Linked DNA regions of Mus musculus: regions 1, 3 and 4 are each linked to region 2. A link is a contact called in public Hi-C and HiChIP or PLAC-seq data. All regions are on one chromosome and are shown on one strand. The core of a region is the stretch at or near the end of the contact, and the rest is flanking DNA. Distances in the headings are between cores, read along the strand shown. Region 1 overlaps Runx1 (runt related transcription factor 1). Region 2 has its middle 32 kb from the start of Gm30588. Region 3 overlaps Runx1 (runt related transcription factor 1). Region 4 overlaps Runx1 (runt related transcription factor 1).

Region 1 (7,941 bases), core at 2,766-5,265, 530 kb before region 2:
ACCATGGTGTATGTACCCCTGCCACATACACATAAATAAAGAAGTGTCAAAAAAAAGTATGAATGTAAAAACAAAAGTATGTGCGTGGGTGCCCTGTGTTGAACTGACGCACAGTGGGGATGGACTCAGTAACACAGTGTGGAGCTGTGAAGACAGACTCTGCTCTTCCCAGCAAAGGATGTCTATCCAAATACACGGTGGTTGCCAATCAAAGCCTAGCCTTGAGAGAGGCACCATGGAACTTGGCATTCCTTAACTTCCTCTAATTGAGTCTGAATAATAAATGAGCAATGAGAGGCTGAGATCTGGAAGTCTGTTAACTCCAGAATACTTGTAATCATAACAAAGTTGGTTTTTAAAATTTAGCTTAAGATGGTGCTGGAGAGATGGCTCAGGGGTTAAGAGTATTTATTGATCATGTGATCATTGATTTAGTTCCAAGGAGATCTGACCTCCTCTTCTGGCTTCTGCAGGCCCTGCTTGCCCATGATGCACAGACATACATGCAGGCAAAACACACATTTACATAAAAATAAATCTTTAAAAAAGTATTTTAAGGAAGTATATCATCTTATTATATTATATCTAGTGATAATGTATTATCACTAGGTATAATAGTAACTATTATAGTTAGTTACTATTCTGTTGGTTTGAAGAGACATCACGACCAATACTGCTTATGGAAGGAAATATTTAATTCGGGCCTTGCTTACAGTTACAGAGGGTGAGTCTATGGGCATCATGGCAGGGAGCATGGTGGCAGGCAAGCACGGACCTGGAGCAGTAGTTAGGAGCTTAAACATACAGGTCCACAGGTAGCAAGAAGGGGGTTGGGAGGGTAAGCCTGCTGTGGACTTTTGAAACCTCAAAGCTCAACCTGTCCCCCCATGCCCAGTGACATACTTTCTCCAACAAGGCTACACTTTCTTATATTTTCCAAATGGTCCACCAAACTGGGAGCCACGCATTCAAACATACAAGTCTATGGGAGCCTCCCACATAGTCATTCAAACCTTCACATTTATCATTTGGCCACTTTGATGGCACATTATTACCCTTTTTACTCATCATCTACCTATCATGTATCCAGCATCTACCCAACCCCGACTCCATTCACATCCCACCTATCCTTCCATGGCCCTTCATGTGTACCTCACGTCCTGTGCTCAAACACAGTCTTTGTTGAGGGGGAGGTGAGTGTTTTGTCTTGGCTGAGTTGAGGAAGAAGCTGGGTATATCAGAAGTTAGAGCTCAGTCAGCAAGAGAGCAGGAGACATGAAGATAAGAGCCGGCGGCAGGGCAGGGAGGTGCACCTCTTCCCTGAGGCCCCCGATTGCTGCAATCAAACCTCAAGCACCACGTATTTTACAGAACAAGCATAACGACATGTTGTGTGGTTCACCAGTGCTTTATGAAGGGTTTCTGTGGCTGCCCAGATGAGGCAGCCACTGAGCCGACGGGCTCTCTTGAAAGAGCCACTTCTGGGACATCATTAATGACCCATTGCGTGCTGGTAGGATCACTTACAGACCTTAATCTCCTAACTATGGCTTAGAATACTTTCCCCTAAACTCATTAGCAGTCTATCATTGAGCATCATGTGACACTTTTACGTCTCGCTGCTTGGCTCTTTCTGTGCTTCATTCACGTTAGTAATACCCAGATTAGTTCATTTTCACCAGTAAAAATGGAAATGTCACTGTCTATTGCTTGGACTTTCAGATATTCATAACATACTGAATTAGAGAGCCCAGTGTTAATTTCTCTCTCTCTTTCTTTCTCTCTCTCTCTCTCTCTCTCTCTCTCTCTCTCTCTCTCTCTCTGTGTGTGTGTGTGTGTGTGTGTGTATAGGGAGATGTACATTTGGTTTTGGGCTCCACATCAATACTCTAGAACAAAAGATCTCCCAATTCCATCATAATTAAATAAGTAGAAGTTCTTACTTGGCTCTGTGCCAAGACGCCTCTGCATGCGAGATCAATTCTATTTACTGGCCCCATTTGACCCTTTTTATTCTCTACATAAAGACAGTTGTCACACGCAAAGAGAAAACAAATGAAACACCCCAAAGCAAACACATGTTCCTAAAACGAGTTGGAAATCTAAGTCTTGTTTGTTCCTTGGTGACATAAACTGTGTGGCCTCTTACCAAGGACACTGGCTATTGAGAAGACTTCCACAGTGAGTCTATGGTGAAACTATAACATTTCCCCCGATCAATCTTGTGTAGAGCCGGTGTTTATGCATCTGCCTTATTTATTATAGACTATAGACTTCAATGGCGAGTAAAGACATGAGTTTGTACTTAAAGGGAAAAGTGGTCTGGGATTTTGTATTGATCAGTTCTGCAGAATGATGAGAGTTCACCTTGCTGCTGGTGGAGCTCAGACTGTGCAGCCACCCTTCACCAACCTTCCCAAGCTGTCTCATGTCGCCTCAAAGATTAAACCCGTGGGTTGAGGAGCCTGGGGCTACCTTTGACCCACTTCACTTTCAGCGATTTTCTGGGTCTTGCCATTAAATACGACTTTACGGTAGTGATCAGTCAGCTCTCACCTCCTGAGTTCTTCCCTTAGACTCACTGACTTAAATCTCTGAAAGATCGTCAAACCTTGTATTTTTCATGCGAGTCTCCCAAACCAGTATAGCCCAGACTGAGTCCTGACGCGGACAGATTTGCTAGCTTGCTGGATGTCAGCCCCTTGTAAGTCTTTCTTCCTAGGTTCTTTGGTGTGGATCTGTGCAGAGGGAGGGCACAGATGTGGGAGGCTTCCGTCCTTGTCCCCCAGTGTCCTGATAGACGTTCTCACTGTGGCACCCGTGACCTCAGAGTGCACAGGTGGGTGCAGGTTTTGTCTGTGGGTGAAAAAGATGGACAAATTGCCAGATGTCCGCCTTTACAAGCTCCTTGACCTCACATACTCTCTCCAGGAACTGGATCCAGTAGAGTCATATGTGGAGAATATTTGTGTCTGGATTTTTACATCACCACAAGGCTGAGCTATTTTTAATAAGCCGTTCGTTTCCCCTAGAAGCTTTCAATGTAATCAATGCCTTGTGGCAGTCTCAACACATCCTTTCTCATGTTTCTGCACACCAGAGCATCCCCAGTGAAGGGTGGGAGAGATGGCTCGGTCAATAAACTGCTTGCTGTGAAAGTCTGAAGACTTGAGTTTGACCAGCAGAACCCACAAAACGTCAAGCGTGCTGGTCCACACGTGATCCCAGCACTGGGGAAGTGGAGCCATGCAGATCTAGGGCTTGCTGACCATCCCACCTAGCCTACTTAGTTCTATGTCCCAGAGAGAGAGACTCTGTCTCAAAACACAAGATGCGGTATCTCTGAAAGAGTGACACCAAGAGTTGACCTCTGACCTCCTGGGCACCTGTGTGAACACCCACCCCTCTCTGCACACACTCCTCCCATGGAGGGAAAACTGGTGTTGTGTCAGTCCACGTTTGTGGGGGCTCCTAAAGTTTGTCCATCTTCACTATTTCAGGGATACTGAAGACTTGGGGTCTCAGCCTGGATTATTCTCAGAATGACTGCAGATTTCTTCTCTGCTTCCTTCTGCATGCGGAACTTTTAGAACAAGCTCATTTTCATTTTGTTGTCGTTGCCCTTGGAAACATCCATGAGCAAGGAGATGAACTAATTCCTGATGCTTCTTCTTTCCATGCTTGATGTTTCCCAGTCGTGTAAATCATTGCAGAAACGAAGCTACTCAAGCCCTGGGTCTTCACAGGCAGACTCAGAAGCACCCCCTCAATGCTGGCTGACCCGAGGTGCCAACGAAGCCCAGTCCATATTAGCTCAAGCTGTGCCCAAGCTCTGCCAAGGGAGCACTTCTGAAACTGGGGCAGACTTTGCATGAAACCTCATTTTCAAACTGAAACCATGAAGAAGGAAAAAAAAAAGGTGGTTCAGTGTGGTTTTTTTACTCAAAACCAGGTGAACCTTTGTGGTTCAGCCAAGTTTTGACTTGAAGACAGAGAGGGCTCGCCGTGTGTGGCTGGGTCTCGTTTCAGCTTTCATGTTCCATTTGGTTCTATTTCCCAGACCTGAAATCTTGGGGTCAAAGGAGGGTAGAACATGAATAAGATGAGGTTGGCATGAAATGGGGTGCAGATGACAGCAACCTCAGCTTTCTAGGGCCTTACGCGTTTCTGTCTGCCTCCTCTTCTCTCAGGACTCCTTGGAAAGATCTTTCAAACAGTCAGACTTTTAAAATTATTATTAAAGGAAGAGAGCTATTGACACCATACAAAAATAGCTAAGGTGATTGGCCTCTCGTTTATGCTAATGAATCCATTAATAAATCTGTTTTTGTAGCTCAGTTGTTGAAAGCATGGAGGGAAACATTTTAAAGCAAAGGGTGGTGACATCACACATGCCCGAATTTCCGTGCTTTAAGTGTCTGCCCTGCAGCACGTACATGAACTTGCCACATTCTTAGAATGAATCTTGAGAGTTTACAGACAAGGAAGCTAAGCTCTTAGAAATTGGATGGCTTGCCCACACACTAAGAGAGAAAGCATGCAGGTATAGTACAGGCTAATGCCCCTTACCTGAGATACTTGGAAGCAAAAGTGCTTTGGATTCTTTATATCTAGAAGATTTGTGTATATATAATGAAGTATCTAGGACTGACTTAAGACCCAAATCTAAGCACGAATTTTACTTATTTCTCCTTGTATACACAGGCTGATAGTAATTTCATTTTTGTCTTAGTATCATTTCTACTGCTATGGAAAATACCCTGACCAAAGGTGGCTTTGAGGAGAAAAGGGTTTCCTCAGCTTACAGCTCCAAGTTACAGTAGGCCATTTTGAGAAAGTCCAAGGTAGGAACCCAAGCAGCTAGTCACACCACACCCACAGCCAGGAGAAAAGAGAGAACATATGCATCCTTGGTGTTTGCAGTCACCCAGCATCTTACGCAGTGCAGAACCCCCTACCTAGGGAATGGTGCCGCCCAGAGGGGTTGACATTAGTTACCACTCGAGACAGTTCCCACAGACATGCTCAGAGGCCAACCTGATCTAGACAGTCCCTCAATCGAGGCTCTCCTCTCAGGTGATTCTAGGTGGTGGGAAGCTGACAAATCCTAAACACTACAATGTGATATTTTCCAGACACATGCATTTCAACTCAGTAAATGTTTGGCGTTTTCACGTAAGACAGGGCAGGTCTATGATATTGGATTGGGAGTATTTCAGATTTTCAGACTGTTGACATTCTACCTACACCAAATAGATTACCAACCAGTTGATCAATGGTAGGGGAAAATTCCTCTAGATTTTGACTTCATTCCTTCTATTTGCCAAATTTCTGTCCTACAGAAACTTTTTAACTTGTCAAGCATACTACAAGATACACTTAAAGCCATAACATCTGGGTAAGGGTTGCCGAGTACCCTGGGATCTCCTACAGGTAGCTCTATGGGGAAAGGGATGGTGGGGAGAGAAGAGGGGAGAGGGAGAGAGGGAAAAGAGGAGCAGGGGAGGAGGGGAGAGAAAGGATCATTTCCGTTTTTGAAGGCAGGAGGGTAGAGATGTCAGAGACTGAAACGTCTTTGTAAGGCAGTAGCATTTGGGGCTCTGAAGAAGACGGAAGCATCCTGGAGTTCAGGAAGAGGAAAGAGAGTCTTGGAAGAGACACAGGCTGGGAAGAACAGGGATGTGAGAGGCACTGGAGTGGAGTGTTTATAGTGAAGAATTGCAGAAAGTAAATCTTGGAAGAGAATTTGGGCCTAAATCACAAGGGATTTACTAAGTATTCCAAAAGCATAAATACCCATGTTTTCTATTAATATGCATTTTAGTGTTCAAAATGAAGTAAAATATTGGAAAAGTTTCAGGATCCACCTACTGTTGAATCCCCTACTCTTCCCAAAGATCAATCATTCATTATTCCCAGGAATGGAGATTTGATTGACATGAGGCTGATAGACAGGAGTGTTGTTATTTCTCAATAACCTAAAGTTGGAGGCCTATTTATTGGAAAAGCTGCTGATTTTGTATGCTAAGAAGCATCCTCTGAAACCCATCTCTAAAGGGTCATCTTTGATCTGGAGCTGAGAATATAAGTTCTGAGCCAGTTGCCAATCTGGTCAATTTAGTCAAGTCATTGACTCCAATCCATTAGCCAAAGTTCTAATCGGATGGTTCATTGTGCCCAAGTTATTGCTGGCTGCTTCGCTGGGAAGAATGGCTGAGATGCAACCCCTAAATGGACTTTGAGCCACCATTACAACACAAGCATTTGAGAGCTGGGGTAGTTAGATATTTGTTGTGGGTTTGAGCAGACATAACTTCACTCTAGGCTAAGACACTGCAATCAATGAAGATGCAGGAAAACACACTAGTACTACCAGACTGTAAACCTGTAACTGCATAGCCTAGATTCGGTGTCTGTCTGAATAATATTCTCACCTGGCCCAAAGTTATGGAAGACACGCTGCCAGGCCCTCATTTACTCTAAAGTTTTGTTGTGAGCCCACAAGGCAACACCGAAAATACCCAGCGTCTTCCTGGTCTAGGGAATGCCTCACGCCAGATGCGTCCTCTGTGAAAACATTCTCAATAAGCAGGGACTTACTGTGGATGAGGGCTCTGCTCTGCTGGGTTTCCACAGAATTCCACAGTCAGCCACCCATGTGGGCAGAGGAGTGGGGGTGTTATGGTACTTAAAAGCAGCAGAAATGGACATGTCTCCCTTTTGACTGACTGCCTGTAAGTACAGAACAGAAACCCAGTTCTTAATTTATACTTTTGCTATTATCTATACTTTTTTTCAGGAGGGAAAAAGATACTGTCAGACTTAAGGATTTTTCTTTTTAAACTCGAGCGAGCAACAAGATGCCTGGGCAAGCATTAGTAATTTGAAAGAAGACTGGTTTATGATTGCTTTGTGTTTTGTCTGCTCAGATGTCTGTGTATAACTTTTGTAGAGTGCCCATTGAGGTCCAGAAGGAGTCACATCCCTTGGAAATGGGTTTACAGACAGTTGGGAGCAACCGTGTGGGTTCTGGGAATCAAACCTGGTCCTCTGGAAAAGCATCCAGTGCTCCTAACCACTGAGCCATCTCTCCATCCCCTGAGCATTATTTTGTTTTGCTTTGTCTCGTCATGTGTCTGCCACACTTTCATGCTTTTCACGATTGTTTTTCCCAGTCCGAAAGCAACAGTTATTTTTTTCCCTGATCTTTGCTGCTCACTTGTGAGCCAGATCCAGGCAACAAAATCCCAGCATTTATGAACAGCCATAGAATAGCTTAAACGGATAGACGGAAAATTCTGCCAGCTCTGATAAACCATGAGCTGCCTATTATTTAAGTCTCCGTCTTCTTGAGGACTCATTTTTCGTGTCCAGAGACATGTTCTCCTGAGCCACCCGGATGAAACATTTAAAAAGAGAGAAAAATGTTTCAGTGACCTCAGAGTCTCCCTTGCCAGAATTTTCAGACAGAACGGGACTTTGGTCTGTGCCGAGCCAGGCAGGCTCCTTGTATTCCAGGAGACAGATTACCATTCTTTGTATTGACGAGGGTCAGATTTTCGTCCTTGTGGGCTGAGCTTCCAGTTCTGAGATCTTCAGCTACGCATGGATAACTGGAGCTGCTGAGGAGTCAGGACCATTGCTAATATTCTGGGATGTCTCCCGTGACCCTACAGCCTCAGAGATGACAGAAGAATCCAGAATCTCTGCTTCGAGACACGCTTTAAGCGTTATTTATCCACTGGGGAATCCTCTTGAGCCTTTCCTGTAAGTCGTTGTCTTACTGGTTAATATTTTTTCCCCCTGTTTGTTTGTTTGCATAGGTTGATAATCCAGAGGCTAGTGCCAAGCATTCTGCATAATTACAATTCTCAACTACCTTTATTGAGAAAAGTCTGCACTGTGTTCAGCCAAGTGATTTATTGGGGAATGACACAGGTA
Region 2 (6,846 bases), core at 872-3,371:
TGTGATGTACTACACTGAATGAGTCTTGCAGCCTCGGAGTAAGGGATTCATAACTTTTGATTCTAGAAATCAATGAAATAAACACGTCGAGGCCTTGGATGCTTCTCTTTACCTCTGTGGACCTGTGTCTCCTCATCTCCAAGATGAAGGCATTCTAACTCCCAAGTGCCACTAAGGTCCCTGCATGTTGTCACTGATAATGGCAATGTAAATGCTGCATACCCATAACTGACTCAGGGCAAGCCTTGAGAACCCAGTAGAGAAGGATGAAGAGGGGATGGGATGGGGTGGGTGGGATGGGGTGGGATGGGATGGGATGGGATGGGATGGGATAGGGTGGGGTGGGATGGGGTGGGATGGGATGGGATGGGGTGGGGTGGGGTGGGATGGGGTGGGGGGGATGGGATGGGATGGGATGGGATGGGGTAGGGTGGGGTGGGATGGGATGGGGTGGGGTGGGATGGGATGGGGTAGGGTGGGGTGGGATGGGATGGGGTGGGGTGGGGTGGGATGGGGTAGGGTGGGGTGAGATGGGATGGGACGGGATGGGGTAGGGTGGGGTGGGATGGGATGGGGTGGGGTGGGGTGGGATGGGGTAGGGTGGGGTGGGATGGGATGGGATGGAGTGGGGTGGGATGGGGTGGGATGGGATGGGATGGGGTGGGGTGGGGTGGGATGGGGTGGGGGGGATGGGATGGGATGGGATGGGATGGCCCTCAGAATGGTGAGAAGCCATTTTTTAGAGCAGACTTCTTCATGAACTGTGAGACAGCCAGGGAAACAGATCAGCGCCTGCGAGTCACAAAATACCAGCACACTACGCAGCAAACCCCACTAACATCCTCTAATTGGGTAGAAAGTTGTAGAAAAGTCTAAAGTAGAGAAACATTTTCACAAAATTCTGCTTCCCCCCGAACTCACACGGTCACGAGGATGACAGGATCCCACGCAAGGAAGGAACACCTTAGGGATGTTGTAAGGGTTTTCACAGTAACTCTTAGAAGTTAGGAACCAGAACTTTTCACCGTTTTGCAGGGGGATTGAAATACAAAGTGATTTTTACAAACGTTTGGAGCTATCTCTCGGCGAGGAAAACACACCGTTTCCCTGTTTGTTCTTTCAATTTGCTCCACAGACCTTTCCCCCACACTGGTCCCAATAAATCAGTGCACTTCACCAGCACATTTAACGTTGGCCAGACTTTCAATTAGTGACTTTCTCCCAGGCAAGGCCAGCTATGGTCACACAGTTCTTTTCTTAAACTTCTTGCTATTCTCTGGCTCCCAGGAAGTGTGCACCTGTCAGCCAGCCCAGCCCCCACCCTCTCTCATTTTCTTAAAAGCCGGAACTCGGTTTCATTTTTCACTCTTGATTTTAAAGCGGTTGGAAAGCATGAAAGAGAAGGGGCCAGCAAGGGAGGTAAATAAATCTAATCACCGCGAAAAGGCGATGAAAGACCCGTGCCTACGTTTCCTCAATTTGTTCTTGAAATGATCCTTGCCACACTCATTGACTGAGGACCAGCTCTGGGTTCTCCAAAGAGAGGGTTCACGGAGCTGGGAACAAAAGAGCCAGTTCTTTTCAAACACCCATTGGAGTCATTAGTTCCCACCTTTTCCTCTTCACATTTCCAGGCACGGTTAATAAGTAGCTAAATTGACTTCTTTGAATCCTGTGCCTGCTCCTTTCTCTCGCCCACCCTCCTAGACGCATGTGGTTGCGCAGTTCATTCTTTAAGAGGAATGACACCAAGAAAGAAAGTCCTTGAAAAATGGCCACCAGCCACTTAAGAACTACAGACATTTCTAGTAAACTGAACAGCTAAACAGTGGCTGAAAGGGAGAAACGTAAAATCAAACTGGGCAGTGTGGCAGATCTTTCAAGTGCCAGGCTATGTCCCTGGCTCTTATTGTCCCTACGGTGGTCCCTACAGGACACTCCAGGCCTCCTGTAAGAACATACAACTGCCAATGCTCTTCTGACGGTTTTCTCTGGGGTGGTGATGGGAAGGCCTGAGGCGCTGCTGGCCAGGAGCAGCAGTTGGCCTCTAGACAGTGTGGACTGGAGGGCAAACAGACAGTCGTTCGGTCTTCAGTCTCACAGAGGGCAGCTGCTCTGCAAGCCTGTTCTGCTCTGTGTCCCAGAGACATGCCTTGCAAATGTGTCACTGACCACCTTAGCTTTGGGTAACACACAGCCATGGGAGAAAGAGAAATGTCTCCCCCTGGAGGACACACAGGCATGCTCGCTGCCCGTTGTATTAGACTTAGTCTCCCCCACACTCAGCATTCCACCCCATCAACTGCCTGGACCAAGCCGCGAGACCCACTGGAAGCCTTGAGGAAAGGGAGACTCAAGCCACGGATTCTTCAAGTTTCTTGCTGTTCTGTAGCTATATGATCTTTGTCCCTGTTGTCCTGGTTTCATTTCCTCCACCAGCAACCTTGACACCAGGGAAGGCCTGTCGCCTGTCAGAGGGAGGGGCAGAGGTCTTGCTCACTTCACAGGTCTCCTGCTGAGCGCATACCAGAGAAGTTCGGGAACTGAATTTCTGTTTGGTTCAAATTAGAATAGTCACATCCTAATAAGATTTACCTTAAAACTTTACTTCACTCTATGAATCACATAAGAACACGATTAAAACAGAATGCTTTAAGAAATGGTGCTCCAAGGACTTGGGGCTACAGAACTAGAACCTGAACCCACCCCCCAAATACTCAGTAATGGCACATACACCAGGGGCCATCGTGATAATACACTGACTGTCTACAATAGTAAAGTTGCTTACAAACACAGAATGTGACAAATCCTTTCTCCTAAAGGATTCTCTCTCTCTCTCTCTCTCTCTCTCTCTCTCTCTCTCTCTCTCTCTCTCTCTCTCTCTCTCTCTCTCTCTCTCTCTCCTCCCTCCCTCCCTCTCCCTTCTCCCCTTTCTTCCCTCCTCTGTGTTTGGATAGATACATAGATAGATGTATGATAGATAGATAGATTTATAGATGCATAGATAGACAGACAGACAGACAGATAGGTGATATGCAGACAGGTGATAGACAAACCGACTACATATGGTAATAATTGCAGCTTTTGCTTATCTCTTATGAAACATTTGTTTACTTTATGTCCTTGCTTGTTTGTTGTAGCACAAAAGAGTCCATCTCTCTAAGTGTATTCATTGCTGTTACAAATGGAGGGAAAATATAATTAACAGGAAAAAAATAAAAACTGTTATCACATGATGTCTTTTTCAGTTGAAAGGGACATACAAGGAGATAGCTGGCCATGGGACTGGCATCTCAGTTGAAGTCCAAAGGGTTTTCCTACCTCTTCATGGTAGACAAGTGGCCGTGACGACCCCACAGCCATACAGAAGTGAAGACACCGTTTCTGCAGGCTGCATGGACCTGGTTCGCTAAATTCCACTGAGATTCCCCCAGTCACCTGTCATTTCTAAAGATGCAGATGAGAAAAAAATTGTGTGGTGCTGCCTGCAGAATCACACCCCTCCCCCCTCCCCCATCCCATCCCCCCCCCGCACCCCCCCCCCACACACACTTAAAGGAAGAAAGCGGAGAGGCAGAGTCTGGAGGCTAACTTCCCCTGCTTCCGATGCTTCTCAGATTAATCTGAGAATGACACCACTAGGCTGAGGTAAGAAATGCAGGCAGTGGTGGCCACTCAACTCAGTACTTAAGGAGAATCTTCACATTATGTTACAAAGTAACATATTTACACCAGGGGTGGAGCTAATGTCCAAAACAAGCGTCCCCACCTATGATCATTCTGCTTGCTTGTTTGTTTGCTTGTTTGTTCTTTCATTTAAGACGTTTCAGTGACACAGACAAACATAATGAGCCATCTCTACTAAAAATAGAATGTTTCTTGCCTGGCCTGACTTGATGCTGATTTGTGGCGACTGGTTTTGAGGAGAGCAAACATCTTCGATACACAATCACTTATTGAGGGCCTGCGACACCCAAGGCCTGCTGCTGGATGTGCCAACTCAGAGGGACGTGACTCAAGCTGGTGTCTTGAGAGACTTTATTATGATACAGACATTTTTCCAAGATAAAAAATAAAATAAAATAAATACACAACTTTGTGTTTTTCCACAGCCTCTGAAGATTGATTTTTTTCCCCCAAATTCTCTGTAAAATGGAAATTCGGGGAGAAATTAAGATGTGGTTTTATTCACCATTGTTAACTGTGGTTTCTTACCATGGCAGGAGCCTTGGGAGTTTCCTCATTTGGGCCAGAAACAGCAGAGAGGTTCCAATCTCTGTGCTTTTTAAAATATGGTCTTTTCCATCTGTTTCTTAAAATTCTCTCAGCAAAGCAAGGTGATGGTCAGGGAACTGCTGTTTGATTGGACCTAACAGTGCTTAAGGCCAAGGCCAAATAGACCCCGAGGTTAGCTAAAAGGCAGGAATATAGGTTCCTCTGGCCCTAGCCTCAATCCCAAAGATGGAAATTAAAATAAAAACCAAGCCTCAGCTGACAATACCCCTGCCCATCTACTGGAGAATTGGGAGCTAAACTGTGAAAGGCCACATGAAGTTACAGGTCTAATCCACACATTTTCCATGTTCATACAAAGCAACCCAGAGAAAACCCTTCTTTCTATTTACATGGTGAGTGTAGCCCATAGACTAGACAAAGACATTAGAAAACTATTACTGGTTCATCTATATGTAGATTAGTTATTAATGCAAAAACCACAAGTAAAATATCATTGATGACTAGGCACTCAATACATGCTGTCTATGTATAAACTCCTCAGGATAGATAACAGAGTAATATTAGGAAATAACATTCACAGATTATTATATAAGAAAAAATGTATAGGAAACCTGAAATAGAACATTGAGGGGAGAGGGCTACAAGGGTAAAACTTGACAGCTGGAAGCATGACAGGAAAACCAAATTCATGAAAATGTGCAGGGTACAGAACCCTATAATAGGGAATCAATAGTGCCACCTTAAAGGGAGAATCCCAAGTCTGAGACATGACAAAAGACACCGGCTCCCACTGCAGCACCTACGTACCTAACCGACGCAACAAGGCAGGAAAAGGAATAACTGACAAACCACTAGAAAGCAAGAAATAGTTTACAGAGAGAATTCCAGAAGCTCAGGACTTGCCAGAGTGAAGAAATGGGGGAGACCAGGGAGGATTGATGTGTGCATTGCACATCTGCACATGCCAGGTTCATGGGCAACAGAAGGGCTGATACAAAGTTGCAAGGGAAAGACACACTGTTCTAAGTACGACTACCCTACTCAATGAATAAGTTTGCTCTTTGCCAGTGACAATGACAAACAAATTCTAGTTGTATTCTAAAATCAAAATTTTAACATTTATCGAAGGAAAACAGGGACTTGTTCCCTCATAGCTTTAAATCCTTTCTAAATCAAAGCAGGAGAAAGGCACAGCAGGGGAAAGAAAGACATTTGCTTGCTTGTTTGTTATTAAGTGCCCTCAAATGTGAACACTCACTGTTCACTTTTGAACAAGAACACTTAAAGACGAGTCGAATTGATACACAAGGAGGGAGCCTCACAAATCGCTTCAGAGAGACTCCTGTGGTCCTGTTGGTCAGCTGATGACCCTTAACCGTCATTCAACCGCAGGAACTTGAGAAAGACCTGCTCTCCTTTACTAAGATATCAGATCCTCACACTTTTGCCAAATATGGATGCTCTTCACAAGAATGAAAAGAAGGTTATGTTGGTGAGTTGCTGAAAATATTCACAGGCAACTAGAAAATAAACTACAAAGAACCGATAAATAATGTGAATTTCATGAACCGTTGAAGAAATGGGATTTAAGACAAACAGGGAGAAAGAGAGACATGACCACAAAATCATCAGACTGAATTTCCTAAAACATCTCTAATACCAAGTTTGGGGACGGGGTGTAAATGTTCTCCCTGCATTCACGTCTGACTGGTTTCCCAATTTTGCTTTATTTAAAGCAGTCTGGTTCCCGAGCTTCCAAATGCTGCGACCGACCCTTTAATACAGTTTCTCATGGTGTAGTAATTCCAGCCGTAAAATTATTTTGTTGTTGCTTCATAACTGTAACTTTGGTAGTGTTATGAATTGTAATGTAAATATCTGATATGCAGGACATCTGATCGGTGACCCCTGCAGGGGTCATGACCACTGCATGCTCCTCCTGTCTCACTACAGAGTCACCTGGTATTCCCCATCCCACTGCTGCAGAGCCCCCTGGTACCCCCACCCCCATCTCCCTGCTGCTTTATTTTCTGAGAGTACTCTCTAATCAACACCTTAGTGGGACCAGCGAGTCACTCAGCACTGTTTGAAATTGCCTTGATTTTGTTGAATAATTGTTTATTTCAGTCCCAAGGTTGGACACCCATCAGACGTTGCAGGGCTCTTCCTAACTTCTGTCTGGGACCAAACTTCCCTAACATTCTTTAGCTGAGCATGTGGCTTACATGGTAGGCTACTTATGTAGCACATATGAAGCCCTGAGTTCCATTTAGCAAGCCAAGCGTGGCAGCATACGCCTGTAGTCACAGCACGTGGAGGCAAAGGCAGGAGGAATGGAAATTGGAGGTCATACATTGCCGCGTGATGAACTCAAGAGAACCCTGAGAACATGGGACTCATTCAAAATAATAAATATAGTGAAGCTAAATAAATAACTGCTACACAAAGATAACTTTCCCCATAGCTTCAATTATGCATCCTCTTTGTCTATTCCTATCAAAGTGGTGTTCTCTGAAAAGACAGTGATGAGATACCACCCACGTCTAGCTCTGTTGGGCGATAAAAACTTAGGAATATTCCTGTACCTCTCTATAGCGTACAGAAAAGTCA
Region 3 (6,759 bases), core at 3,206-5,705, 550 kb before region 2:
GTAGGGGAGCACCCTCATAGAATCAGGAGGAGGGAAGATAGGATAGGGGGCTTCTGGGGGGTACTAGAAAGGGGAGAACATTTGAAATGTAAAAAAAGAATCAAATTAGAAAAATCAAATTAGAAAAAAAATACATGACCTCTTTTACACTTAATAAATCCCGAACCCAATGACAGTTTTAAAAAGAATGAAGTTAATAAAGAGGATTAGAGAGGATACCAAAGTGTGCTCCTCTAATGGAAGTCGCGCGCTGCCGTATGCTAGCTGAGTCTGCTGAAAGTGCCCCTGGAGATGGTGAACAGAACCCAGCCATGGGAGCCGCAGCTGGCGGCTGGCCTTTCCGGGCAAGGTTTTCTACTACAGAGCTTTGGTAGCTCCTAACTGGGCTGGGGTAGGACAAAAACCTGGATTTAAAATTTACTACTGGGAGCGAAGGGATGGCTCAGCTTGAGAAGGCCCTGCCTTGCAAGCATCACAACCAGGACATGGTGTGTAGATCTGTAATCGTAGTTCAGGGGAGCCAGAGGCAGGCTGTTCTCTGTGGCTTAGAGGCTGGCTAGCCTAGCATAATGGGTCAGTAAGGGACTGTCTCAGAAAACAAGCTGGATGGTGCCTGAGGAATGAGACCTGATATAGTCCTTAGTCTCTGTACTCATGGAGGACATACATGCATGTGTATACTTGCACATATAATACACACAAGACACAGACACAGTCAGACAGACAGACAGACACACACAGACACACACACACGAACACACACACACACACACACACACACACACACACGAACACACACACACACACACATTCTTGCATCTGGTATTTAATTATTACATAGTTTGAACACTTGGCTTCTTAGTTTCTTCTCAGTACTGCTGGTATCTGAGGCTAGACAACTCTTTGGCAGGGAAAACTTGGCTGTGTACTGTCTACAGTCCAACACCCTTGACTTCTACCAACTAGAAGCCAGTACGATCCCCTGTTCTGATGCCACATGCAAAACTGTCTCCAGATGTTGCCAAACGTCCTCCTCCTAGATGGGGACCGTGGAACAGGGTGTTCCCAGGGGAGCCAGTGTCCCATCCATGTGTTAATGCTTCCGATGAGACTCAGAGGTTAAGGATGATGGATGCTCCCACAAACATCAATGTTCTTGGTAGCAGCAGGTCAACATGACAGTCTTTGCTAACCTTCAAGCGCACAGCTTTTCGGCTCCAACCACACGAAGAGAATAACATGGCGGGCAAGGGCTGGGAAACCACCCTTTCCTGTCTTCCGAGTCATGATACATATGTGAGTAGCAGTGTAAACTGATTTACGACCTGATCGCTATTTGTCCACATACATCAAATAAAATTTGAGCCTCGAAGCCACAGGCTGCCACGATCATCCCCCCACGCCCACGCCCTGCTCCTGTGAGACAGCCATCCAGAACTCTGCCTCTCCGCTGCCTTTTAAACAATGGCCTTCTGTCATTTCCAGAAAATGTTTTAAATTAGTATAAAACTTGGCTAAATTTAGCTTTTATAGAAGAAAGAATAAAACATAATTAACTGTTTAAAGAAGCAAACAGAAACCACATGAAGGCATCAGACTCGCTGGCGAGGAATCTAACAGTAGTGCCTGGTAGCAAACCCATCTCCTGGGCAACAGATGTTCTCACATTTAAATGGAAACAGGGTCGGCTTTCCCTCCCGTGGAAGGCGTTTGTGCTGAGAGGCTGTGGACTCTACAGAGGAGGTGAGCTGTCCAGGTGTGGTGTGCCAGTGCTCCAGTGGGAGGGAGACAGAACTGTCGGGACCCTGGACTGGTCGAAATGTCTCAACGTCACAAGAGATATTGTCAGAGCAAATGCGTTGAGGGTATGTGATGCTTGCTAATGTCTGACAGGTGGGCAGGAGAGTCAGCACTGGATTCTAAAGCCCTCAGATGTCTCAGATTTTAGCGGAGCATAGAATATCTTCAGAATTTTCATAGAAGTGCTTGTCAGTTTAGAAGTTCCACCTTCATCCAGGCTATTTATGGTGTTTTATTGGGGAGAAGGGGGCAGAAGGTAAATTTGATTTAAAGGCTGAAGTGGATTCTCTGTTTCTTCTTCTTCTTTCCTTAAAAAAAAAATCCTGCCTGGAGCAGAGACAAAGGGTCCTATTGTGCCCTGACCTAGGCGTGCGGTGTCTCAGACAGAGGCCTAGCCCAAGGCGCACCGCATCACACACACATGGACCCAATCTTTGTCACCTAATAAAGACTCATTGAATCAAAGGGCAGGTTATCATTTATTCTGTAGGCTGACTAATGCACCATTCTTCCTTTCAAGCAGTCTTTTCTGAAGACTCAAACAATTAGGCTTTATTATTGTTGCTGTTGCTGTTACTGTAATATTTTAAAAACACAAATGGACCTGGTAATGTGCCATTGTAACAGGGTGGCTGTAGGCAAAAAAAAAAAAAAAAAAAAAAAAAAAAAAAAAAAACCCAAACCAAACCAAAATAAAAAAAAAAAAAACACAATAATCTATTGTTGTGCTGAAATTCTCTGTAAATGGTGGTCCCTGGGATGTCTCTGAAAACCCAGCAGTAACTTAATCCATTCATTTCTCTTTTGTTCTCCAGTGTCAATGTTCCGAGCCCTGGGCACACCTGAGAGAGCTTACCTCTCCGCAGTCACTTTAGACTTCAGATCAACCTATCTCATGGAAAGAATCGTTTTCCTCAGTTTAACAAATCTGAAAAATGGGCTCTGTGTGGATTAATTTTTTTTCTTAGTGTCCAGTTTGACCACTGGCTGCTGAGAAGGCCCGAGAACAAACAGAAAGGAGAGTCATGAGCTACTCCCTGGGTGCGGGAAGGAGAAAAGGTCCTGATAACTCGGCCACCCCCTTCCATCTCTCTCTTATTTTTCTGTAGAAAATACCAGCTGGGGGTTTTACTTCCTTTCACAAGAGTTGCACCCAGTTTGGCTCACGGACGCTGCCACAGTCTCAGAGAAATTAGGGGTCAGACTAAGCGCCTCCTTCTTTCCATGCCTTTCCCAAACATCTCAGCTCTGCAGTCATGAGCTGCTGAGGCCTCACACCCTGCAGGCAGCCCGCATTTCAGCTCTACAAGGCTCTGCTCCAGAGACTCACAGTCTCTAAAGTCACGGTTTTGATGAGCAGGATCAATTAGTAAGCCATGAGTCAGAGGCGGTATTCACGCTGAAAAGCTCGTCACGCCAGGACAGATGAGACCGCACGTGTGACTTTATTCTGAAATAGTCTCCCACCAACTGTGTTTCTGAGGGAATAAACCTTGGTCCCTTTCTCATCTCTATCAAAACAGAAAAGTCGGCAAGTCCTCTCTCAGAACTTAATATTTATCTCAACTATTCCTGTTTCTAATTTAGGGCTAAATTAGTTCTCATTAGAAGGAGAAGTTGGAATCAGTTTCTTCCCTCTTGAGCCTGAGTTCTCCTAGCCTGACATCTTGCTGAGGCTCCAGCGAGACCGGCTTTGTTTATCTCCTCTCAATTTTGTCTCTGCTCCGAATTCACTCTCCTTGTCTTTGATTCTTGGAAATGAATGCTTTCCTATACGCGGGCATCCTTCTGACCTGCCAAATACCACATCTGTCAAATGCTGAATAGACCTTGTTTAAACAAGAGGGTGGAAACTCAGCCCTTCATTAAAATCTCTAAAGCAAATGCTACCCTCTTTCCTCTCAACACATTTTTTTTTTTGGTGTGTGCATTCGATATTAGCATTTAATAATAATGTCTCACTACGTCTTGGCCCAAAGTGCCAAATGGAAAGGCTTCCTGATGACAACCCTTAAAGAGACAGCCAGATGATCGCCCCAGGAAGCATGGTGCCGGTTTCACTGCTTATCTGGCCAAACAACGAGACCAAAAGAAGCTGTACATACCCTCCTGGCCAGAGTAATTCTGAGTTCTTTTTGTCTAGATTCGATTCCTCTGAAAACACATTCCATACTCTGAATGCTGTCTTCACCAAAGGTCTACAGGTGGACTGTTTGAGTAGATCAGAACTAACTCATGATCATTTGATGCTTCAGATAAATATGTAAATGGTGACCTATAGTGAGAACCCTAATGGACCTTATGCATTTCTATAAGATCATCACCCAAAGGAATCACTCATTAAATAAGGTAACTCATCATTTAGCTGCGGTCAATGAATACACTTCCCTTCTCTCCAAGCTACGGAGTAGACAAAGCATCTGATGACCCGACTTTATCCTCCTGCCTCAGTTTCCTTCTTGCATGCTCACTCATGGCTTTATCTACGGCCGAATTGGACACCGAATGGCCTCTGTTGGTGAAGATCATCCTGCCTGCTGTGACACATGTGGCAAGGGTACCCCCTTTCATAGCAGGAAACGTGTAAGAGAGGATGTGCCCCACCAAACTGAAGTACAGCTGCCGTGCTGGAGTCGAAAGACATAGAAGGCTCCTGTCCCCATGTCAGGCACCTCAAACCGACAGCAGCTGGGCCCCAGAGTTCAGCCTTGTGCACCAAGGAGTTGAGCTTTATAACAAAGGCACCAAGGATTCTCTGGGCCATAAGAGGGGCTGGCTGGCAGGGTTTATCATCTGCTCAGCAGTGTCTCAGAACACATCTGCAAGAACAACAGCCTTTGGAAGCAGAGCTACACATCACAGGGATGCTAGACCCGAAACAAATTCTACACGGGTGTTTTTTGAAAATTCTGGAACATTTCAAGTTCTATGATCTTTGGATCACTCTGTTTCCAGGTTTTGTTTCTATTGTTTTTTTTTTTTAAAGTCTTCTTCCCAGAGAAGTGCTTTCAGACTAGGCCAGCAGTTGTGCAACTTAACCGAGCTATGCCTCTCTCTTTAATATTTGCTTTTGTTTTGAGTTTAAAGAGAAATCAGCAGCAATGAGAGAGCAATGCTTCAACTTCATTATGTTTTCTGGATTCTTTACAGTGTCAAAAAATAGTGTTAGCATCTTTCAGCATACAGTTAATGCCAAGTGCTCTTGCTTTGCGCGTCCAGGGGATGGGCACGGGCTGTGGAGCTGTGGAAGGATGCCCGAAGGTGGCTATTGAGAACCTTGTGGAATGGGAGCTGTCAGTAGAACAGAGAACCATTAATGATTTATGAGGCAAGTTAATAATGCCAGCTTCTATAGAAGGACAAGCCCAGAATTCTTGGACCATCAGTAAAGGATTGCCTGTGGTCTACCAAGTGGCAAGCATTCATTAGTTCTTTAGTGTCCCAGTTAAATGAGTTTTACATTCGTCATCAACATCTAGAATTTCTCAAACCAAGTCATAAACGCACAGGAAGAGTAAAATAGTACAAGAGGAATAATTATGATGATTTTAAAAGTTGATTTTCTTTGACAGGACAATGTCCATATTCTTGTATGTCTAAGGACAATAAATTCAGGCATGTGGTAACCTTAAGATAGGGATTATAATTATAAACAGCTTGCACCAAATTCTTGAACGGGTCTCTACATCCTAAATCAGTGGAGAGAAGACACCAGGTCTTTTTGTCCTAGGAGTGTGAAACTTGCTAGCATTTCAGGGATCTCACTGTGAGCTCATTTACCAAGCCTTGGGCTTTTCTTCTCCCGCAAACAGGAACATGAAGGTCTACCTCGGATTTTCATAAGGAGGCAGAGGAATTTTCTGGCCCTTTAAGGAGTGTTGATTAGTAGGCGTCTCTTCCACCAGGCTCATAACCCTTTAATTTGTGTTTCTGGTTTGTCCAAGAGAGATTTGCCCTTTTCAACTTAAAATGAAATAAATGCAGTCCACATTTGCCTCCATGAGAGCGATGACCTGATACTATTAAAATACCATCTGAGAGAACTGGAAATACTGGATCCTTCCACCACGTGAGGATTATGGGCATCACTGCACCCAAGAGGCAGGAACGGCCCTCCTTCAAGTCTCTGAGTTCTGGTTATCATGCTTTCTCTAGCCTCGGTCATCTGATGAACGTAGCAACAAGCAAAGTTTCCTTCCAGAAACTTCACCCAGTCAGGACAGATGCTATCCCATGTTGCCCGAAGTCATGGCAGTGCCTTGGTCTCAGACAAGAATGGCAGAGGCTCAGTGATGGACTCGTAAGCTCATGGGAGAACTAGATCTACCCATGAGATATTGGTCTAACTCGATGTGGTGGGAAAACCAAGTGAGGATTAGAGTCCATTCAGGTGTGTTCAGTGTCTTGCTGTGCTAGGATGCTACACTGAGGACCAACAAGGCTGGGGGTGCCGCTCCCTGTGTGGAGCTCTAGATTAACACATAGAGGAGGTCCCGTGCTTTAGCCCCAGCATCTCACAAGCCAGAGGTGACCATCCCTATAAGCCTTGTTAAGACATTAAGCTCTACTATATAGCAAGTTCAAGGATAGCTTGAGATAGATGAAGTCCTTCTTCAACACACACACACACACACACACACACACACACACACACACACCTGAAAAAGCAAAACTAAACCCTAAGCCCCAAAGAACCCCCTTTATTGTTTTAAGCAAGTTTACAGTTTTATGGTAAGCCATACTCATAGCCATCTTAGGCTACATGCAGCCCTATGTTGTAGGTTGAACACTCTTGGTGCTGTCTGCTCCTTCTGCCTCAGAGACTTGGGGCAGTCTCCTTTTTGCTCCTGAGTTCCCACACCTGCCTTCTATCTCCAACCACCACATCTGTCTTGGGCTAGCCATCCTGAAGCCTATGTAAGGACGTCTGGGAACTAACTATGTGTCTACCAGCCTTGG
Region 4 (7,845 bases), core at 1,178-3,677, 670 kb before region 2:
GACAGAAAGAAAATGAAATGGACCAGAAACTTAGATCTTGGGTGAAAAGGAGGTCATCCCAGAAGAAGTGAATCAAATAAAATAAAACCCATTTTCTATTCATAACGGATCTGAAAGTTAACTGTTAGAAGTGATAACAGCCACAATTTGTTGGACAGTTACAGCATAAAGATCAAGAAAATAATTGGCAATAATGACAGATAAGAAAGAAGTGATACATCTCAGCAGAGTGGCGCTTGTCCAATACACGAGCTTGATCCTCAGGACCCACATAGTGGAAGGAAACCACTAATTCTTGTGAGTTGTCCTTTGACCTCCATATGTACAGCACAGCACACACACACACACACACACACACACACACACACACACACACACACAGACAGGCACATACACATGTACACACACAGAGACAGAGAGAGAGAGATAGACAGACAGACAGCACACACACAGAGACAGGCACATACACATACATACATACATACATACATACATACATACATACATACATACACAGACATAGAGACAAACAGACATATACATAGAGAGAGACAGAATCATATACATATATACACAAAGAGAGACAGCAGACACATACATAAAAGAGAGACAGACAGACAGACATGTACACACAGAGAGACAGACACATATACACACCATATACACACATGCACACATACACACACACAAAGAGAGAGAAACAGACACATACACGCACAAACACACATACACACACACAGAGAGAAGGGGAGGGGAGGGAGGGAGGGAGGGAGGAGGAAGAGGAGAGGGAGAGGCACACACATATACACAGAGAGAGACACTAAATTTAAAAATGTAAACAAAAGTTTAAATATAAGTAACATATAACAATTAAGGAATAACATTATTTGATTGTGGGCTTAGTTTTTAAACTCTACAGCAATTATTGAAGCAATTTTAAAATATTTATTTATTTATTTATTTATTTATTTATTGTTTAATGCATATGAGTGTTGTATTACTTGCATCATATCTGTGTACCTCATGCTTGTAGTGCCTAGGGAGACCTTAATCGTGTGTTGGATTTCCCTGGGATTGGAGTTAACAGACCGCCTTTAGCCACTAGTGGTTACTAGGAATCAAACCCAGGTCCACTGGATGAGCATTCAGTGCTTTAATGTCTGACCCAGCTCTCTAGCTCCCACAAAACTATTTTAAAAAAAAAATCATTTTCCTACCCGATAGGCAATAAACAAGCTAAAATGAAGTCACATAAAATGTTTCATTCCATTCAGAGGAGGCAGGAAAGCCGGGGGTGGGACTAAGAACCAGGTGCAACAGGCATAAAAGTTAGACCATGGCAGATCATAATCCAACTGTATCTATAAAGGTGAATTGTCTAAATCTACCACAGAGGTTGTCAGAACAAGCTACAAATAAAACTTAACTACCTGACGCATACAAATGGCTCATTTAAATGTAGATTCAGATAGGGCAAGCATAAAAGGGTGGAGAAGCTGTGCTAACACCAATCCAAGGAAAGCCCGAGTTGCTGTATCAAGTTTTCTACAAAGCCGATTGAAGATGGAGCTTTTCAGGGATAAGAGATAAGTTACGTTATGATAGTACGGAAAACCAAAAATACATTTTCCTTCACAGGTGTCCCGTGAACAAAGGGTCTCACTAACTGCAATACAAGGAAAAGCAGACAAACCCATCCTTACGGCAGGAGACTTTAGCACCCTCTTCCAGTCACCGATAGACCATGCAAGCAGAAATTCAGACTCGGCTGACCTGGACAGTATCAGTTTGACCTACAGAACACCGGTAGGCCGCTCCTTTCTTCTGAGGCACACAGATCACTCGCTAAGGCAGACTACACTTGAGGCCACAGAAGACTGCTTGGGTTTGAAGGCATAATCATACAAAGTATTTCCTTAGGCCACAAGGACTTAAACTAAAACCAAACAACACTCTCCCCTCCCCCGAAAAACAAAACAAAACAACAACAAAAACCAGTAACAGAAATATTACTTAGAAATCTTCAAAAATTGGAGATTATCTGGAGATGCCATAGCCACCAAATAAGAGATCTGAAAAGATATGTCGACTGTCAGTTACTTAATGAAAATGAAAACACCAACATTTAGGGACTGGAGACGAGGCAGCTTTGGAAGGGAAATTTCTGGTTCTGAAAACATATTTGAAAGGAAAGCCAGAACGCCAGTAACTAATGCGTATGGGGTGAGGAGGGGGAAAGAATGCCCCACACCCGAGGCAAAGAGAAGTAGCCGTATCTAAAGTGATCAATGAAGCTCACTCCAATCAGAAGAGTAAATAAATGTTCCTGTTTCGAAAACTCAAAGCATCCCGATTCAGCCTTGTGCCCTCCCTCCCTGTCCAAGGAAAGGACACGCGGGGACATCAGCCTAGTTCACTTGAGCCTTTGGTGGCCCTGGCACCTGACCTCACAGCCTGGGTTTTCTGGGTCAGGACGTTGGGGCTCTGCTGTAGTCAGGGCTCTGTTCCTTGAGTATTTGGCGGGCATCTCTAAAACAACAAGCCGTTCACCCTCGATCCATTGAAAATAAACAGTGGGCCATGCAATGCAGGGCCACTTGCTTCTTAACGCGCAAAATCTGCTCTGAGAATGGATAAACCCAAGGGGCCTGTTCTGGGTTTTTCCTTAGAAGACTCCCCCTCTTTCTGCAAGGCAGAAGGCAGAGTCATCCTCAGGGCGCCCTCCCAGTGCAGCTCAGTCATGGGTAGCTGGTGTAATGCCCTCTCGGATGCCTCAGAGAACACAACAGGATGTGAGTCAGGACACAGAGATGTTGAGTCAGTTTCCAGGGTGATGTGTCAGGGCGAGCCCCAGGGGAGGCTTGCACCTTCTCATTTGGGACCCTTGTGAAGAAAGACCCAGGATACCTTGTGTAGGAAAGTGGTGGCGCCCCCAGATGCTTGGAGGATGCCCCACCCCCACCCCCCACTCTGCAATGTCAGCTTTCACAGCCCTGGTGTTGGGCAGGTGACCCAACTGAAAGGCTGCTTGCCTCTGGTGGTTTTGAGCAGTGTTTCCTTTGGCTTCTGCGGTGGGCAGTAAACCCACAACAGCTCCAGAAGTCAGAACAGACAGGAGTCACCCCAGAGCTCCTTCCCCCAACCCCCACTCCCCAGGTAGCCAGCACTGGATTAGCATCGCCTAAGCACACCAGTGAGAACCAGTGATAACAGGAGTCAGTTCCCACCAGTTCTGGATCCTGGAAGAAAAGAGGGTTGTGAAAGAGCCCTGGGATTTGCCAAGCATTTGTCTCCCACTGGCTGCAGACATTTTGGTTAGTCATGTGCGTCTCGGCTGCGGTCACTGTTCCAACGGTTACTTTGAAGGGAGGCATCCAGAGTGAGCCAGGATGGAGACCTGCCTGGTAAGGCTGTTTCAAAGGCCTTCGGGGTCTGAGGGACCCATTCTAAATGACATCTATAGACCCAGGAGGTGACAGGCCACCTGAGAAAGGGAAGAAGGAATTGTGTGGCTTCATCTCCTGTTCCGGTACCCAAATTCCTCACTCATCCCGGGGAGGCCTCCTGACTTTGTGGTCAGGATGCTACAAATCTGAAATGCTTATTCCCAACATCAGGGACACTCCTAACCCCGGTGGCTCGCCCCAGAATCCTTTTCCTCCCAAATCTCTGTTTCCTCATTTTTTAAAAATGGGGTTGGGGGGTAACCAGACTCACCTGCCTCCCAGGTGTGAGAGTTAATTAATGTTTGTGGTACAGCTTTGAGATCCACAGATGAAAGGCTCTCTATAAATGCAAAGTGCTATTCCTCATTAGAGCTGCCAGACAGTTCCCAGGGGAAATAGCTCAGCCCTCGCCACGAGGGAGGCCTCTCCTCTCAGCCAGATCAGTCTGAGACAGGTCTGGAAAGGGCTCTGTATTTAGGCAGAGTCCTCCCTGTGCAAGGGTTCAGGGATAAGTCACCCGCTTCTAGAAAACACGCTGTTTTCATAACACCTCTCATTCTCCGTTGGCACCGTCTCTCCTCCAGACAGAGTGGCCTTTGGCGTCCAGACAGAACTGTGCTTCTGAGGGCACCAAAGGCCCCGTCTGGTCTCTGCAGTGTCCTTTCCTGCAGATAACTTATTTCGCCGAACTTTGTTAAAGAAGCCCCACCCCGACTCCTCACCGCACTGCACGAGCTGCCTGCACCTCTGACGTCCACTTATGTTTTCTAGGCCTGTAGTCAGGCTCAGCCACCATGTGGCAGGTGCCATCCTAGGAGCGCCTGCTGAATCATCCTCTCCTCCATTGCTTTCTCCTCTATAGAGTCTCGAAAGGCTGAGGGTAAAGATGACTTCCTGTCCCCAGCCCCCAGTGGTTCTTCTCCAGCCTCATATTCGTCCTTACTCCTCCCTTAAATAAGGTGAGGAGAAATTCACTGTCAGGTGTCAGAGGCCCCAGGTAGTTTAGTTTGGGAGCTTGGGCTCAGCCCTTTGTATGGAGGGACAAGACTGTCACTCATACAGAAGCTGTTGACACCTCCTGTGGGAAGCTGCGAGTGAGCGAGCGGGAGGACCTCATGCCTCTGGGTGTCTTACAGAGTGGAATGTACTGACAGTAGCACACACTGCAGGCTCTATTCATGTGGCTCAGGTCAGGGGATGTTGGAGATGTTGGTCCGGGCTGCCTGCAGAAGGTGGCTTGTTCTGTCCAGCTTGCTCTGGGCTGCTGCTGGGTCTTCAGGGGAGCACCAACTGTCTTTTGAAAACTGGATGCAGTAAGAGCTGGCCCTTGGGCGGTCACATTAAGTGAACAGCTGAGACTTTATGAGGGTCCTTAACATGCCTTAGGGTGATGGTAGGCACCAAGAAAGGAGTGGCTATTCTTCTTTGGAATTGCAGAGGGTGGTGATGATGGATCTATTATTACCTGTACAATGTCAATCAGGGCCCAGCCTAGATTGAAGTCCGACCTAATCCAGGCTCTATCAAGCCACTAGGTGGCTTTGTTTCCTTTGGGGGGTCACCGCTACCTGCGCAGCTCCCAGATCTCTGTGCCAAGGGCTGTCACTGAGCCTACACTCGGGACCCTGGTGGGAGAGCAGAGGTCACCTCTACCCCAGCCCCATGGCCTGTGCGTGCTCAACCTTGTAGTCTAGCATTGTACTACTCACTTTGTTAAATGTTAGAGCTGCTTGGGAATTTCTAAGGTGGCTTAACGGACAGAACTCAGGCCCTGTCCCCTGTGTTCCTCTGACCAGGGTATTAAGCAGAGATTACAGCGTTCATTCTTCCGCAGAGTATTAAGAGAAATTCATATTCATGGGGACAGAAAAGAAGATCCAATGCAATATCCTCTAGAATATTCCCCAAAACAGAACAGATGATGCCGGTTGTGCTGTGGCTTGTACTGGCTCCAGGCATCTCTAGTATCTGGGTACCGCTCCACTGTTCCCTATTCCCGGACCAACAGTGCTCAGGCAACAAGAGAGCAAGGGCATGACTCTCCAGTCTGAGAGGTTGCAATGGAGACACCAGTTTGCCTCTTACTGTTGAGGCAAGTGGGCATACTCCCCTCCTGTGAGGAGGGGTCATTGCATCAGCCTGTGAGGTACTGTTAGGGTGAGATAGTATCTTGGCCTGACCATTAGCAGTTCAGTTGTAGTATGAAAAGGCAAGAGAGTCTCCCCTTGCTACCCTTTCAGGGAATGGTAGTGATGTCCAGAGTGAGGACTGCTTGGGCTTGTCCAGCACAGACTCTTTATCCTCACTGCCGGTGCTCCACATAGCAGAGACACCGCAAGGCTACCAGGAATAGGACTTGTCCCAGCCAGCCAGAGTTCCAGGGTGCAAACCGTGGTTCCCACAACCATGCGTGTGTGGTTCCGGTGGCTAAGTGCCAGCGCGGAGACGCAGCATGAGGGAGCGTCTCTTCCCTGAACACCACAGCTCCAGAGGGAGTCCGTACCCGCTCTGCAGAACGCAGGCTCATGGCAGGGTGGCGCTGTGCCTGCCAGGACACAGGGTCTGAAAGCTGAATTGCAAGCCAGGGATTCATTGTTCTTTGTCTTCTGAGGTGTGAGTCATGTCAAAGGGTTGTTCTTTCTTTAAGAGCCTTCATTCCACACTCTCAACTCACAGAAGAACATTCTGACACAGGGGAAATAGAAAAATTCCACAGAGGTGAAATGCCTAGCCCCCTTTGGTAAATGTTTGCAAGAGAGATCCAGTCAGTGTCTGCCCCCATGTTCTTCTCCTCGTGCGTTGTGTGTGTGTGTGTGTGTGTGTGTGTGTGGAGGGGTAGGTTCAGAGTTCTGGTCTGGTCTTAAATGTCTGTTCTCTCTGGCCTGAACCTGGGACACTGCTGTGTTTTCCTTTCCTACACACCAGACTTGTCCTCTTAGAATCAATTCCCCAAAGCAAAGCCCAAGAGAAGCACCTCAGAGAGCTGTGGGGTGGGGGCGGGGAACTCCCTCTCCCATCCTCTAGCCAGGCTATGCACAGGTCTCTCTCTGCATCAGAAGAATCTAATAAATAAGTCTAGGGTTTTCCTGCTTGGGGGTGGGGGGTGGTCAGCCTTTCATGATTCCTGGCTGTTCCTATCTGGGTTGTTCTAACACATCTTTCACAAGAACTGTCCTGTCTGACTGTCCATGCAATGGACATTAATCATTGCACTTCCATTTGATCTTCCATGGCCTCCCCACAGTACTAGAAACAATGGTAGATCAGAGAAGTGTATTCTCATAGGTCTTGTTGTCCACCTAGAAAGATGTAACCCTCACATACCTTACCATCCCTCTGCTGATGACCTCAAGATGACAGTGGGATGGGTGGCTAGGAATTATCATGAGCCATCCTATGGACCTACCAAACTCCAGCCTCTTTTCCATAGATGTGCCTTTTGGAGGCTCGGTGCTTATCACGCGCCATAAACACAAGGTTCCTCCTCCACGTGGACCCAGCAAATGTTCTCAGACCCAACTCTGTGTCCGAGGCTCCTAAATTTCTCAGATGCTTGCCATCAGCAATAGGGTGGGGAGACGGGGCCAAGAAACTTCCCCGCAGCAGGGGTCGTGTATTTCTACTCAAGCATTGGCTTGTTTAGGGTTCCCTGAGGTCTTCACTTCACTCTCAAACACTGAGGCACCAGACAGTTCTCGCTTCTATGTTTCCCCGCCTGTAATCTCTCATTTTCGTGGGAGAACCACAGGAGGGGGACTCACTCACTTACATTTGCGGCCCCTTTGCACACCCCAAGTAACTGACCTTGATCTGAACTAATTGGGATGGCAATGGATTAATAACACAGGTTGGTGAGGTAGAGTCTGCCATGCAGGGGAGACCTTTGAAGATAAGAGTCACGCGTGCTTTCATAAAGTAATCCCTGGTGCTCTGAACAAAGGACACAAACTAATAAAGGCAGACTCATTTGGGGGCACCCTCCACTCACAGAGGAATTCCACCCCGTGCTCTGATTCAGAGAGGCAAACGGAAGTCTGACAGAATTCTTTTAAACTCTAACACAGATCTCAAAAGACACATACCCATACAGCGTAGAGACTCTCGGTAATAAGCAGGCCTCTGATGATCTAAAGATCCATGGCTTCATTTATTGACTAGGGAAAGTAAATGACATTTCAAATACAACCTTCACACTTGAATAGATGAGGTCACCCTGAGAAAGATGATACTGAACGGAGCCCAGCAGTGGGAGAGCTCCCTCCAGAGAACGCCTTTGATTTACAAGGTCAAGGCAGCCTTTCATACAGAAGCGATAGGTTTTCAGTGACTTGGACGCAGATGGAAGAAAAAAAGCTATGTACAGGTTGAGATTGTGGGACATACCGACACATTTGATCAC

Evidence for each region. A called contact is a pair of places that touch in the nucleus more often than the background predicts. HiChIP or PLAC-seq counts read pairs in DNA pulled down with a chosen protein or histone mark.
Region 1: a Hi-C map of double positive thymocytes shows a contact between it and region 2, with 7 times the contacts expected there. The contact joins two enhancer-like sites. A contact is called at or near these places in 2 of 15 datasets of contacts at CTCF or cohesin (large pre-B cells and thymocytes), 6 of 484 Hi-C or Micro-C datasets (the G1E-ER4 cell line, bone marrow-derived macrophages, double positive thymocytes and 2 more) and 4 of 115 datasets of contacts at active chromatin or transcription factors (T-cell acute lymphoblastic leukemia, double positive thymocytes, fibro-adipogenic progenitors and 1 more).
Region 3: a contact with region 2 is called in an H3K27ac HiChIP or PLAC-seq map of double positive thymocytes, with 6 times the contacts expected there. The contact joins two enhancer-like sites. A contact is called at or near these places in 1 of 15 datasets of contacts at CTCF or cohesin (large pre-B cells), 2 of 484 Hi-C or Micro-C datasets (bone marrow-derived macrophages and double positive thymocytes) and 4 of 115 datasets of contacts at active chromatin or transcription factors (Th17 cells, double positive thymocytes, embryonic basal ganglia and 1 more).
Region 4: a FOXA1 HiChIP or PLAC-seq map of pancreatic cancer cells shows a contact between it and region 2. The contact joins two enhancer-like sites. A contact is called at or near these places in 1 of 15 datasets of contacts at CTCF or cohesin (large pre-B cells), 5 of 484 Hi-C or Micro-C datasets (the N1E-115 cell line, Th2 cells, bone marrow-derived macrophages and 1 more), 5 of 115 datasets of contacts at active chromatin or transcription factors (the 230-238 cell line, T-cell acute lymphoblastic leukemia, embryonic basal ganglia and 2 more) and 2 of 9 other capture datasets (bone marrow-derived macrophages and embryonic stem cells).

Annotation. Positions count from the first base shown.
Region 1 is chr16:92,763,641-92,771,581 of GRCm38.p6, forward strand. All of the region lies in intron 2 of Runx1 (runt related transcription factor 1), which reads right to left. Gm30281 (a long non-coding RNA gene) reads left to right here. Exons shown (of 2, transcript XR_385060.3): 2 at 3,501-3,600. Among named protein-coding and RNA genes, the nearest start is that of Gm30281, 5.4 kb to the left of the region's middle. Within about 2 kb of position 4,016, at least 16 of the 459 cell types and tissues checked have an H3K27ac peak or open chromatin away from gene starts, as enhancers often do. A contact at or near this core is called in T-cell acute lymphoblastic leukemia and double positive thymocytes, where this site is marked.
Region 2 is chr16:93,290,995-93,297,840 of GRCm38.p6, forward strand. No RefSeq gene overlaps it. Among named protein-coding and RNA genes, the nearest start is that of Gm30588, 32 kb to the left of the region's middle. Within about 2 kb of position 2,122, at least 98 of the 459 cell types and tissues checked have an H3K27ac peak or open chromatin away from gene starts, as enhancers often do. A contact at or near this core is called in T-cell acute lymphoblastic leukemia, Th2 cells, bone marrow-derived macrophages and 2 more, where this site is marked.
Region 3 is chr16:92,737,061-92,743,819 of GRCm38.p6, forward strand. The region is part of intron 2 of Runx1 (runt related transcription factor 1); the gene reads right to left. Among named protein-coding and RNA genes, the nearest start is that of Gm30281, 22 kb to the right of the region's middle. Within about 2 kb of position 4,456, at least 17 of the 459 cell types and tissues checked have an H3K27ac peak or open chromatin away from gene starts, as enhancers often do. A contact at or near this core is called in double positive thymocytes, where this site is marked.
Region 4 is chr16:92,618,139-92,625,983 of GRCm38.p6, forward strand. The region is part of intron 6 of Runx1 (runt related transcription factor 1); the gene reads right to left. Among named protein-coding and RNA genes, the nearest start is that of Gm30224, 26 kb to the left of the region's middle. Within about 2 kb of position 2,428, at least 171 of the 459 cell types and tissues checked have an H3K27ac peak or open chromatin away from gene starts, as enhancers often do. A contact at or near this core is called in Th2 cells, bone marrow-derived macrophages and pancreatic cancer cells, where this site is marked.